2 separate regions of the Danio rerio genome follow, and region 1 is linked to region 2. A link is a contact called in public Hi-C data. All regions are on one chromosome and are shown on one strand. Each heading gives the region's core, a stretch centred on a gene start, on an enhancer-like site or on the middle of the called end of the contact. The rest is flanking DNA. Distances are from core to core; before and after follow the strand shown. Region 1 holds the start of hsf1 (heat shock transcription factor 1). Region 2 holds the start of hgh1 (HGH1 homolog (S. cerevisiae)).

Region 1 (4,095 bases), core at 908-3,407, 180 kb before region 2:
TAAAAGATAAAAATTTAGGTAAAATCCAAATTCTGTGCCTTCATATCAACAAACGTAGTGTTTGAGGTAAAGTTGGTTTTATAATCACACATTCGTTCATTTTTTTAACAAAGTGACAACTTCTGACACGGCCCCTAAATTGTTTACCATACTACTTTTATATATTTGGTCTGAAATCGCATTTAATCATGACTTCAAAACAACATTAGCACCATTTAATTGACTGTTAACAATGTTGTACTAAGACAGTCATTGGCTGCCAATATGATATTAGGAATTTGCAAAGAATACTTATCTGAAACTATAATTTTAGGAAGAAAGTCTGAATGTGTGAATACAAAACCAACTATACCTCAATAAAACCCTGTCAGTGGGATTATGACTGTGAAGAGTTCAAATATAACCTAAAAGACAGCTCTCTAAATACATTTAGGCCCATTTTACACTGGTTTTACCATATCTGTATTTTGATAAAATCCCAATCCTGTGCCTTGATATCAATGAGCGTGGTGTTTATGAGGTAAAGTTGGTTTTATATTCGCACAGTTGTTCATTTATGAACTAAGTGTCAACTTGTGACATGGTTTCTATACCATTTACCATGCTACTTTTATACATGCGGTCTGAAATAGTATGACTTCAAATCAACATTAGCCCTATTTAAGTGACTGTGAACAATGTTGTTGTACTTAGATAGTCATTGGCCGCTAAAAGATTTCCATATTTAGAACTGGCAAAGAATACTTTTCTGAAATGATATTATTAAAGAGAACGTCTGACTGTGTGAATTTAAAACCAACTTTTCCCCAATAAAACTCTGTCAGTGGGATTGTGACTGTTACAAATATATTTAGGCCCATTTTACACAGGTTTTACCATATCTATTCATAATAAAAGATAAATATTTCTGTAAAATCACAATCCTTGGCCTTCATACTAATGAAGGTAGTGTTTATGAGGTAACGTTGGTTTAATATTTGCACATTTGGTTATTTATGAACTAAGTTACATTGTTTACCACGCTACTTTTACATATTCGGGTATCACCAGACATAGTTATGATACAAGATTAATTTTTTTTTAACAGTGAAATCACAATCTTGTGCCTTCATATGAATGGATGTACTGTTTAGGATTGAAGTAAAGTTGGTTTTATATTTGCACAGTCATTCATTTGAGTAGTCCCAGTATTGTTTACCACACTAATTTGAATATTCGGTCTGAAAATGCATTTAAGTATGACTATAAAACAACATTACTGCTATTTAATTGCCTGTGAACAACGTTGTACTTTGATAGTCATTGGCTGCTAAATGATTTCTATATTTATAATATGCAAATAATAGTTTTCTGCAATTGCATTGCTGAGGAGAAAGTTTGAATGTGTCAATATAAAACAAAATGTACATCAATCTGTTCAGGCCCAAAATAACGCATTAAATATCTTTGAAATATCTCTTTTAAACAGTATCATACGCCATTTATGTCTATTTCTCACACATTTTCTCTCATATTAAACTTATGTAGAGTATAATAAGTTCTTAGCTGTGTATAACGTTAGGTTAATATAGCTTATTGTTGTTTGTTTATTTTTAATGCGTGACTAGCAGCGTGGTCTGTCTGAAACACACAACATTGCGTCCTAGTATAATCCTCCCATTAAGACGAATGACAATAAATCTCGACTTGACTTGAATGTAACTGTAATCCAGGTCAGTAAACCGTCCTCAAAGCGAGACCCAGAATAGACTCACTGGGCTCCAGCAGATCAGCGGGTCCGTGTCCGGATCCTCCACCAGCGTCCAGAGTTTGGTCAGAAACGCAGGCACATTGTTCCCGGTGACCACCACTCCTCCGGGCCCCACACTGTGATACTCCATCACGGAGAGTTTAGTGATGATTTCTGACGGTAATTAGAACGCTGTAACGAGTCACTGACGAAGCGCGGAGTCACCCTCGAGGTGAGGCTTTACAGATTAAACCGTTCAAACGAGCCGATATAACTCTCATCACCCCTTGAAGAGTCCGGATCCTGCTTAAAAAGTGATCGTTACGATTCAATCGAATCGATTTGGTGTTTTAGATGATCCAGAATAAGTGGAAAATTCCATTAAATCCACATCGCGTAGTAACTGCGTAGAAAACAAGAAGCGTTGGGAGGCGTCGCGTTGTGATGACGTAGGCGCGACGGATGTTTAAAAATATATATTTTTTTTTAGATTAATATAACTAAATACGAAAAATAAAAACGAAGATAATGCTATTTGGATTATTTTTAACCACTTAAAATTGTTAATCTGTGCAAATTTGAGATTTTAAAACGGCACGTATTTTACGTTAAACTTTAACCTTTTGCATCAGACGCAGTTGTGTTAAAACGCAATGGATTCCATCATATGTTATTTTTAAAAGATAACTCATTTGAATCAAATACGGGCTGGGTACAATTTATAAAAAAGTACGCCAAACAACAAGTGGAATAAATAAATAAATCGAACGCGTCACTGTTTGACCTTTCACCTCTTCGATTCAAACCCACATGGTCGCATTTTCAGCATGCGTCCAACTCACAGCGGCACCATGAGCAAATTAAAGAATAAGAAACGACATTTAGAGGAGAATGAAGAGGAACAGGTATGATTCGATGCTGTGTTTATGTAGTGTTGTTCTGAAGTACTCACACAGTAGTTTGATTCTACTCGTTATATAAAAACACGCGTGTTTATATAGCGCGCGGTTGACTTGAGGTGCTCTCACTTTATGAATTTGAGATTATTCATGGATTTAAACTTATATTATACAATTTATGAGTGTCAATTATGTATCTTCTCACGGCTAAGATGTCGGCCGTGTTTATAAACGTAGTGTTGTGTTGTGCTGTTAAAAATATGACTACCAGTCTGAAGTTTGAAAGCATTTGATGTAATATATATCAAACTAGTCATTTAAAGTCCTGTAACTGCCTGCTCTACCAAATGGTTGACCATGTTTTGACCGTTTAAAATTATGACTGTTTTAAAATTATGACTGTTTTAAATAATGGTTTACACACACAGCATTGAAGGTTTGCTGAAAAACCAAACATAATTCTGTTGCACTACTACACTTGGTTTTGGTTTTATTGTTAAAAACAGCAATAAAGCATGTTAAATGAGAATCTGAAATATTTATGGCATATTTCAAAACATAAAGATCATCTAGAATTCATAAATGTTTTGTTTTGGTCATGTTTTTAAATAAATTGATCAGGTTTTTCATAGTAAGTGTATTAATTCTGGTGCTTTTACCATAAACTGACTTGTCTACCATTTGGTAGAGGATAATATTTTAGAAATTATGGGATCTGTTGATAAAAAATGTATTGAGTGTGTTAACTAGCGACATTAGGAGTTAAGAAATGCTATCCAAAGATGCTTTTCTTGGTGGCACATTAAAGGGTTAAAGCCTTAGTGATTGTCCTTCTATATAAATTTGATCACGTTGTAGTTTTTAATACATTTCTGTTTAAATATGCATGTCATTATACAGTAATTGGTGTTTTAACAGTGAATTTGTTTTCATTGAGGTAAAGTAGGTTTTTATATTTGCACATTGGGGCTTTCTGTTTAATAATATTATTTCAGAAAAGTATTCTTTGCCAACAGAGTATATGCACACAGACTTTTAATTTCAGTCAGCCAGCCAGCCCCAGGACTTTAGTTGTTAATTGTCACCCCATACAGAATCACCACATCTAAGATCTGATTTCTTTAAAAAATAAATAAAAAAATCAATAATCTTCACTGCCTGGTGGAGATACAATATAAAGTGGGTCTCAGACTAAACAAGAAGCACTGCATTAAATAATTTTTGTCTGTAAAATATAGAAACTAATTTTACCATAGTACCCCATTACATTTTTAATGGAATGACTGCGCTCGCCTGCTGCTATTGACAGTGCCTGCTGTCTCTCTTTACACTTTTTATAACAACCAAATGGATGCTTAAGTCTATTTAACCGATTATATTTGAATTACATTACAACATCGATGCTTTAAAAGGAGCCGTATGAAATTGAAAACAGTCACATAAAGCTTTCACCTGAAGTTCATCATT
Region 2 (4,150 bases), core at 194-2,693:
CAGCTCCTGCAGGGCTTTGAACACATCTCTGCATGTTTGTTCATGTCGGCTCAGGTTACTTAAGATTGTACAGATCCGATCCGAAAACACAAACTCCGGGTCCTGGAGCTTCGGGATCAGTTTGGACAGAATCTCAGTCTCTTTAACTAAAGGCTGATGGAGCGTTTCGTCTGCTGAGAGGTTGATCAGGGCATGAAAACAGTCCTTCACGATGGCAATGGAAGGGTCGCTGGTTAGAGTCACCAGGGCTTTCAGAAAGTCTGGTTTGGACTGCAGGTATCGGCACCCGTCCCTGTTCCCTGTGAGGCCCAAGATGTAGCCGGTGGCCTGACCTTTAACATCCGCTCTCATCTCAAGAGTGAGAAACGACAGCAGATCTTTAGCTTCATCCTCACTGAGCATCTCGGCTCTTGGGTCAGTCTGGTGGTAGTAACTTTAAGGTTTGTTCTTGATTTTTGTTTCAATACAAACTGCAAAAGGAAATACAGTTTAGCAAATATTATAATATAATATAATATAATATAATATAATAACAGCTGTAATCATAGAAATAAATGTACAAAAATGACAAATGAGAATTAAAAAAAAATAAATAAATTTAAAAATGAAATCAAAATGTTAAATTGTACCCTTATTGTATTCCAAATAGCTTCAAATGTAACATGTATACATATTACTAATGCAATTTTACATTTCATTTATATATATATGTATATATATTTTTTTGTTTTAGCTTTATTTAAATGAAATATGTTATACTCCATTTAGTATTAGCTCAATAATAACACTGTCATATTCAATAACATAGTTTTATTCAAGCTGCAAATGAAAAAACGAATAGTTTAATAATAATATAATTATAATAAATAGCATAGCAGTAATTAATTATTATTATTATATTATTAAACCAAGACAGGCAGCTATAATCGCAGATTAAAATTAAGAAATAAATAATAAATGAATAAAAATAAGTGCACTTAAAACAATTAACTTAACTTAAGCTAATTGTTTTCTAAATACTACTTATACATTTATAATACTATGTTTTTACATCATAACCAGAATCTTTCTTTATACAGAAACAATATTCGATGTCTTATTTAAAAGGTTAGGGTGTTTGACTGTGTCTTTTGAAAAGTATAAATCTAAATTGATATGGTATTACCATCACCATACGATGGTAACTTACCACAGCAAACTCTCACTGTTTAAGTCATAATAATGATGGCAGTGTGTTTATCATAACAGTGCGAAATTATAATCATAACTGATCGAAGTATACAACTGGATGTGGAAACCTAATAATCAGGCCTAACATTGATAAACAGTTGTAAAGAGTGCAGAAAATATGTGATATAATTCAAAATCATTTGTTTAAATAGAATAGACTTACCACATTCGCGATATACAGAACACATGTGCGCTGAACGTAGTTCCTAGTCTAGAAACTGACACATTCTTGATCCAATCAGATTGCACGTTAGACAAATAGTCCCGCCTTTTTTCTTACTCCCGGGAACATGATTGGCTCGTTTAACCCCCAGGCTCCGCATTTTTTTTCTTTTCCTCGCGCTTTCTGATGACGCACAATTTCGCCGTGTGTTTGAAAAAATGGCAGCTGTTAAAGTGTGCGAAGCGGAGAAGGTTTATATAATGCACGGAGTTCGAGTAAGTGAAATCAAATATGAATATATATGAGTTTTATTGAGTTCATATGACAGTATTAATATTAATAAGATTGTGTCCGATGCCCTGAGTGATCTGTTTTGGGTTCTACATCCGAGATATGCAATAATTTTAGTAAATATTAGTCTGAAACATTTCTTTCTGTTGTTGACTGCATTTAGCTGACTTAATTACATAGTTCTTACACGTAAAGTTAATGTTTTGTAAGCTACAATAAAACTAGACAACTATACCGGACAAAACCCCAAAACACAATATTTGGTTAACTATAGAATATAATTTATGATATTATATTATATTATATGAAACACACATCCTGTACTGTGACATTTAGTTTATAATACGTTTTTTTATTGGAATATGCAACATGATTCATCAGACTGATATTTGATAGCTTGAATTATAATATGGGTCTATTATGTCTCTGTTTACAAATTAGTCTCTGATGTCCCCAGAATGTATATGTGAATTTGAGCTCAAAATACCACACAAATAATGGTTTATTACTCTTTAAAACTGCCCCTTTTAGGCTTTGATTCTAATTGTGACGTTTTGGTGACTGTCGCTTTAAATTCAAATGGATTGTTTGAAAAAAAGATTGTGCTCTTTTCAAAACAGGGCGATGCTTCAAATGCCACAAATGTGTCAGCATAGTGGAAGATTCAAAGCTGCTGCTTCTCACTCAGGGCTGTTTATGCTAATGAGGGAGAGATGGTCACTAGTGGGCGGGGCTTTCACCCTCTGATGACGCGTACAAATGGAGAATGTCAATCAAATTGTTCCTGCAGACTGTTTTTATCAAGCGTGATTATAAACAATTACATTAATACATTTTTACCATTAGAAGCTGGTTATATTCACACACGGCTGCCACACAACTGTGCTTAACCCCCATATAAAAGTGATTCTTGCATAATAGGTCCCCTTTAAGCTTTAAAAACTTTAAAAGTGATGCATTTCTTTCAGGATGACCTGAGATTGGACGGGCGAGGATGTGAAGACTACAGACACATGGAGATCGAGACAGATGTGGTGTCAAATACTGATGGATCTGCTAAAATCAGTCTTGTAAGATGTATTTTCGAGTTTTAAGTGTTGTTATAACTTACCATCTATGTTTTATCGATGCAGTCTGTTGTGTGATGTGTTTAACAGGGTCACACAGATGTTCTCGTAGGAATCAAAGCAGAGATTGGTAAACCCAGACCAATGGTACCAGACGAAGGTTATTTGGAGTTTTTTGTAGACTGGTGAGTTTTTAGGATTATGTTTATTAGTTCATCCTGCCTCAAAAAAATATATAAGAAACATCCATCAAAACAAATAAGTATATTAGAACTTAAAGTGCAGTACATGCACAAAAAGTGCAGGGTCAATAATTTATTATAATTTATTTATCTTGTTATTATAGTTTCCTCAACTTAAACCCATAAACTTAAAATCATTGTTTGCTATTTGAAATTCAATAATTATTAATTGGAAAAATAAGAAACATTTATATATTGTTTTATTTGGTTTCCCAAAAAACATTTTTCATTTTTATTTAGTTTAGCTGAAAACTAAAGTAATACATGAAAACATTAAATTAAACAATGAATTTATTAAATAAAATGTTAATAATAAATAATAAAATAATAATTATTATTATTATTGTACTATTTTATGTTTCGTAAATTATATTAAAACAAAAATATTATTGTACTATTTTATATTTTTTGTTTTTATTTAAGGGTAAGATTTAGTCATTTTTGTTATTTGTTTATTTTTATTTGGAAATTTAGTACATGATTGTTTGTGGAAATGTGCATGTATCGTGAGAGATAGCCATTCATTCATTTATTAATTTCCCTTCGGATTAGTCCTTTTATTTATCTGGGGTCGCCACAGTGGAATGAACCACCAAGTTATCCAGCATACACAGCAGATACCCTTCCTGCTGCAACCCAGTACTGGGAAACATCCATACACGCTCATTAACACACATACACTACGGCCAATTTAGTTTATTCAATTCACCTATAGCGCATGTGTTTGGACTGTGGAAGCTATCCAGTTCATGCTAATATGTACGAATGCAGATTAGCAATGAATATTCACCAGTTTGTTCACGCTTGTGACAGTGCCTGTGTATAACTTTATTTTTTTTGTAGCTCAGCAAACGCTACTCCTGAGTTTGAGGGGCGTGGTGGAGAGGAGCTGGGAGTGGAGCTCAGTAACACCCTCCTTAAAGTGTTCAACAACAGACACAGTTTAGACCTGAGATCCCTCTGCATCTGCCCAGGGGAAAACTGCTGGGTGCTGTATGTGGACGTGCTGGTGAGTGACACGAGAGGCCAATCACCACAGCATCTCTGGACATAAATGATGGAAATATTGTGACTATATCTGCATGGTTATTTACAGTTGTTGCAGTGTGACGGAAACCTGTTTGATGCCATATCTATCGCAATAAAAGCTGCTCTGT

Evidence for each region. A called contact is a pair of places that touch in the nucleus more often than the background predicts.
Region 1: a contact with region 2 is called in a Hi-C map of hematopoietic stem cells, with 4 times the contacts expected there. The contact joins the promoter of hsf1 here to the promoter of hgh1 in region 2. A contact is called at or near these places in 2 of 18 Hi-C or Micro-C datasets (caudal fin and hematopoietic stem cells).

The regions. Positions count from the first base shown.
Region 1 is chr19:3,470,197-3,474,291 of GRCz12tu, reverse strand. It overlaps hsf1 (heat shock transcription factor 1), which reads right to left and starts at 2,157. Exons shown (of 13, transcript NM_001313736.1): 1 at 1,755-2,157. The coding sequence starts at 1,880. It overlaps bop1 (BOP1 ribosomal biogenesis factor), which reads left to right and starts at 2,527. Exons shown (of 16, transcript NM_001077735.2): 1 at 2,527-2,634. The coding sequence starts at 2,581.
Region 2 is chr19:3,287,935-3,292,084 of GRCz12tu, reverse strand. hgh1 (HGH1 homolog (S. cerevisiae)) reads right to left here and starts at 1,443. Exons shown (of 7, transcript NM_001002522.2): 1 at 1,394-1,443; 2 at 1-470. The coding sequence starts at 402. exosc7 (exosome component 7) reads left to right here and starts at 1,585. Exons shown (of 8, transcript NM_001017585.1): 1 at 1,585-1,668; 2 at 2,653-2,754; 3 at 2,842-2,936; 4 at 3,837-4,002; 5 at 4,090-4,150. The coding sequence starts at 1,612.